2 separate regions of the Xenopus laevis genome follow, and region 1 is linked to region 2. The links are chromatin contacts, called in public Hi-C maps. All regions are on one chromosome and are shown on one strand. Each heading gives the region's core, a stretch centred on a gene start, on an enhancer-like site or on the middle of the called end of the contact. The rest is flanking DNA. Distances are from core to core; before and after follow the strand shown.

Region 1 (2,700 bases), core at 148-2,647, 58 kb before region 2:
AAAAACTACGAAAGAAAATGTACGGTTTGGATTTTTGCTCAATTTTTACTCGTGTTTGTCCCTGATCCGCTTGGATCGAGATTTTCTTTATAATAAATAAGGTCCAATCGTGGATTCCAGTTTGGTTGGACTTTTTAAAATCAAAAAATTCCGATTTTGATAAATAAGGTCCTAAAAGTTAACTTAAAGGTTAACCATTTCTTTAAAGAAATTGTTCGGTGTAAAAATAAAAACTGGTTAAATAGATAGGGCACATCGCTCATAACCGTTGCTTTTGAATCTGAGCTTAATGCTGAGGATCAATTGCAAACTCACTGAACAGTTATGTCCCATGTGGCCCCCCTTATAGTCACTGACTAACTCAGAGTTATAGAGCTGAAAAGCAGGAAGTAGTGTTCTGGCTATTATGTTAGACATCCAGTCACTCCAGCCTTTATACATTACATATTTGGCTAACTAACTATATTAGAAACATTATTTATTTTGCACAGCCTATCTATTTACCCAGTTTTTATTTTTACACTGAACTGTTCCTTTAAATATATTTTATTCTGAAAATGTAATTATTTGTGGAGTGATAATACGCTACTATTAATAATAATACTACTAATAATAAACATAAAAAATAATAATACTAATAATAATAATAAAATACATACTAATAATAATAATAAAATACATACTAATAATAATAATAATAATAATAATAATAATAATAATAAAATACATAATAATAATAATAAAATACATAATAATAATAATAATAATAATAATAATAATAATAATAATAATAATAATAATAATAATAATAAAATAATAATAATAAAATAATAATAATTATAATAATAATAAATACATAATAATAATAATAATAATAATAATAACAATAATAGTAAAATACATAATAATAAAATACATAATATTAATAATAATAAAATAATAATAATAATAATGATAATGATAATAATGATAATAATAATAATAAAATACATAATAACAATAATAATAATAAAATACATAATAATAATATTATTAATAATAATAATAATAATAAAATACATACTAATAATAATAAAATACATAGGCAATGTTTGCTTTCTCAGCCTGATGTCCTGTGTAATGTAATTATTATGATATTGTTATTTATTTATAATGTGCATGAATAATTCCTTACCTAGAATTAATGGTTAGTAAGTGCGGGTTGCTGTTACTAATATGAAGTGTTAGCTCTGCAGTCATTTAGTGCATGACATTTGCTCAGGTTCAGGGCACTTTTTTGAGGCCAGTCTGGCGGAAGGACACCGTCTGCTGCCGCCACTAGTCGGCCTCGTTGCATCTGACAGGGGCGGCGGAGCGGTTCGCTGTGCTGTGTGTCAGCTCTGAGTGCCTGAGGCTGCGAGGGGGACGCGGCGGCTGGAGGAGCCGGCACACAGTTCTCTGGAAGGAGCCGGGGACTCTCAGCATGTGCCGCCGCCGCCGCTGCTCATAAGGGAACGAGAGAGAGAGAGGATTGTGACTGGGGCTCTGTCTTATTGTCATGGCGCTGGGAGTGCGGCCGGAGCTCGTAGGGAAGCGCTTCGTCTGTTTGGTCCTCGGAGGAGGAGAGGAGCCGCCGGAGATCGGGCAGATCGGTCGCTGGGGCTGGAGAGCCGGAGTTATCCGAGCGGTGTCTCACAGGGACAACGACAACCCAGAATTGGCGGTAAGTGATACGGACAGAGCGGCTGCTACTCCCCTGCCTGGGAGACCCGGCTGTGCCTCAGTCATTAGAGTGTGAGCTCTGCGGGGCAGGGACTCGCTGACACTGAATGATTCCTTTTACACGTTTAACACTGGACTCCCTGATTGAGGGGAACTCATTGTGCAGCTTGTTGGTGCTACAACTTCCAGCTGAGAGATCTGAGGGGTGCTGGGAGTTGTGGGACTGGGAGTTGTGGGACTGGGATTTGTGGGTGCTGGGAGTTTTGGGACTGGGAGTTGTGCATAAGAGCTGGGGGTATCTCTGCTGCACATTTGAATATGACACGGAGAGTATCCTCTTAACTGTAATAGGGTCTGTGTTGTGGCTTCTCTGAGCTCCTCTCTGCCTGGCTCTGCAGGGACCCACTGGGGCTTCCACTATACACACACCTATACTACATCTCCCACTATACACACACACCTATACTACATCTCTCACTATACACACACCTATACTACATCTCCCACTATACACACACCTATACTACATCTCCCACTATACACACACCTATACTACATCTCCCACTATACACACACCTATACTACATCTCCTACTATACACACACCTATACTACATCTCCCACTATACACACACCTATACTACAGCTCCCACTATACACACACCTATACTACATCTCCCACTATACACACACACCTATACTACATCTCCCACTATACACACACCTATACTACATCTCCCACTATACACACACCTATACTACATCTCCCACTATACACACACCTATACTACATCTCCCACTATACACACACCTATACTACAGCTCCTACTATACACACACCTATACTACATCTCCCACTATACACACACCTATACTACAGCTCCTACTATACACACACCTATACTACATCTCCCACTATACACACACACCTATACTACATCTCCCACTATACACACACCTATACTACATCTCCCACTATACACACACCTATACTACATCT
Region 2 (2,700 bases), core at 71-2,570:
GAAAGGAACAAAAGCGCTTGCAGCTGACATGTGATTAATGTGTTTACATTCCAGCGCAGGAGAGTCCCACACCCTGAGGCCTAATTCAGGCACCGGGTACAGGCAGCACCCGCTTGTTTTACATTGACCTTTGTGTTCCAGTTTTATATTTTTAAAAATAAAAGTGGACTCTTTCTTTAAAGGGGTTGTTTACCTTGAAATCAACCTGTAGTATGACGTACAGAGTGATATTCTGAGACAATTTGCAATTGGTTTTTATTATTTATGGTTTGTGAGTTATTTAGTTTATATATTCAGCAGCTCAAATTTCTTTTGGAAACCTTTTACTTCATCCCATATCATCACTCCAGGGGACCACCCCAGCAGGGCCGGGCCAAGCCGACCGGGCACCCTAGGAAATCCGGCCAGCAACCTCGCTTAAGCGCACCGTGACATCAAGGGGGGCGGGGAATCAGCTAAGGGGACTGCTGGAGGGGGGAGAGGCAGCAGCTGAGGGGAGTGCTGGAGGGGGGAGGGGAAGCGACTGAGGGGAGTGCTGGAGGGGGGAGGGGAAGCGGCTTAGGGGAGTGCTGGAGGGGGGAGGGCTAGCAGCTGGTGGGAGTGCTGGAGGGGAAGCGGCTGAGGGGAGTGCTGGAGGGGGAGGTGAAGCAGCTCAGAGGAGTGCTGGAGGGGAAGCGGCTGAGGGGTGTGCTGGAGGGGGAGGGGAAGCGGCTCGGGATTGCTGGAGGGGGAGCGGCTGAGGGTAGTGCTGGAGGGGGAGGGGAAGCGGCTCAGGGGAGTGCTGGAGGGGGAGGGGAAATGGCTCAGGGGAGTGCTAGAGGGGGAGGGGAAGCGGCTCAGGGGAGTGCTGGAGGGGGAGGGGAAGTGGCTGAGGGGAAAACAGACCAGCAGAGCGACTATAAACTGGGGGTAGGCAGAACAGATACACAGTGCCACCCTACTGTTGCGCCCTAGGCAGGTGACTTTTCTGCCTACCCCTAGTTCCATCCCTGCACCCTAAAAACAAGCTCTTGGTGCCTATGTGGTAAGTCTGGAGGGTACGTACCCCCTGTTGTATATACAGCAAACCCCATGATCTGGACTCCCCTATCCCCGGGGGCCCCTGCTGTATGGTAGTTCCACTATCTTATTCACACACACTAGGGTCAAATGTATCTGAAACTTGCCGGTGTATTTTTGGAGTGAGGGAGGAAACTGGGGGGAACCCATACAAGCACAAGGAGAACATATAAACTCTTTGCAGTCCCATTGCTGAAACGGAGCACAGGACCCAGTGTTGCGAGACACCACTTCTAATTACTGAGCCACCATTTCATATAATCCCCCCAACTTTTACTGAACTGGGGTCGGCTCTCAGGGTGCAGTAAAGAGGCAAGCGATGGGTCGCTGGAAGTTACATAATAGTTTGCTAAGCCGGCCTTATGCCCAAAGGAGTGTTTCCAAGAACCCCATGATTGGGAAAAACTACTCTCAGGTTTCCTGAGTTCCAGAGGCCCCATGCCGAGCAATTCCATCCATAAACAAACAAAAGGGGCTCACAGTGCCAGACAACATCATTTCAAAATCTCAACAGGCGTTACTTCAATCCTGAGAAATTTCGAGGCTGGGAAAAAAAAAATGAAACAAAATAAGCAGAAACAGCTGGATCCTGCATAGTCACAGCTCTGACCTGGCTCAGCACTCAGGGTAACATGCAGGGAGGAGATGTAAAGCTTTCATTAAGAGCAGAAGCAGCTCCAGAATAACTGAACTTCTATCTAAACTTCTACCCTCCACATGTGGCTGAACTGTAATTCCTGGTAAAAACCCCATAGCCCCCAGACCTGCTCCAAATGCCGGCCTGAAACTATGCGCTCCCTTACCTTCAGCTAGCGTAGGAGCCCTATGGAGTTTGCGTGGGGTGTGCCAAGGCGTGGCCGGTATTTCAAATTTAGAGGCAATGGAGTTGCCTGTTATTTGTAATACACTTTAAAAAAGCCCTTGGCAAGCCCCCGATTCGCAAAGAACTTTCCTTTTTTTCTTTCCAGGTTTCTGCAGATCGCACGCGTTGCTCCTCCCCCTTTTGCGGCACTATGCGTGGCTCCACCCCTTTTGTGTCATGGACTGTTTGTTTTTAGATGGGGGTCAGTGACCCCCCCATTTGGAAGCCAGAAAGAGTCAGAAGAAAAAGGCAAATCATTTAAAAACTATAAACATTCAGATCTTATCCGCGATTGATTATTAATATGGATTTCCCTGTTTGTTTTCTTTCTAATTGTAAACTTTAAATGGCAATAAAAATCACATTTAAAAAACAAAAACAAAAAAAAACTATAAACAATAAATAAGGAAGACCAACTGAAAAGTTGCTATTCTATAACATATAAAAATTTACTCAAAGGTGAACCACCCCTTTAAAGTAGTAGATGCCCTGCTACATGTCCTCGTACTATCTGTGCAGCGCTAGAATAGAAACACCAGACATGTATTGTTACTACTGTAAATAATGGCTCATACAACCCCACCCAACCTTCCCCTCCTCTAACATGCCTTGGCTCCATCCACTTCCAGCCTATTTCCACTTCATATTTTCTCTTGTCTTCTGCTCTTTTGGACAGCCATCTCCACCACTAAACATCTGCACAGCACCTTTACAATTTTTTACCTGGTAGTCTTGTCCCCCCACACAACACGTCTAGGCCTCCTCCTCTTGGTTCCCCA

Evidence for each region. A called contact is a pair of places that touch in the nucleus more often than the background predicts.
Region 1: a contact with region 2 is called in a Hi-C map of the XTC cell line, with 3 times the contacts expected there. The contact joins the promoter of jmjd1c.L here to the enhancer-like site in region 2. A contact is called at or near these places in 2 of 4 Hi-C or Micro-C datasets (the XTC cell line and animal cap).

The regions. Positions count from the first base shown.
Region 1 is chr7L:12,868,965-12,871,664 of Xenopus_laevis_v10.1, reverse strand. It overlaps jmjd1c.L (probable JmjC domain-containing histone demethylation protein 2C), which reads left to right and starts at 1,397. Exons shown (of 26, transcript XM_018225114.2): 1 at 1,397-1,702. The coding sequence starts at 1,538.
Region 2 is chr7L:12,810,536-12,813,235 of Xenopus_laevis_v10.1, reverse strand. All of the region lies in intron 1 of jmjd1c.L (probable JmjC domain-containing histone demethylation protein 2C), which reads left to right. Among protein-coding and RNA genes, the nearest start is that of jmjd1c.L, 58 kb to the left of the region's middle. Within about 2 kb of position 1,320, at least 3 of the 7 cell types and tissues checked have an H3K27ac peak or open chromatin away from gene starts, as enhancers often do.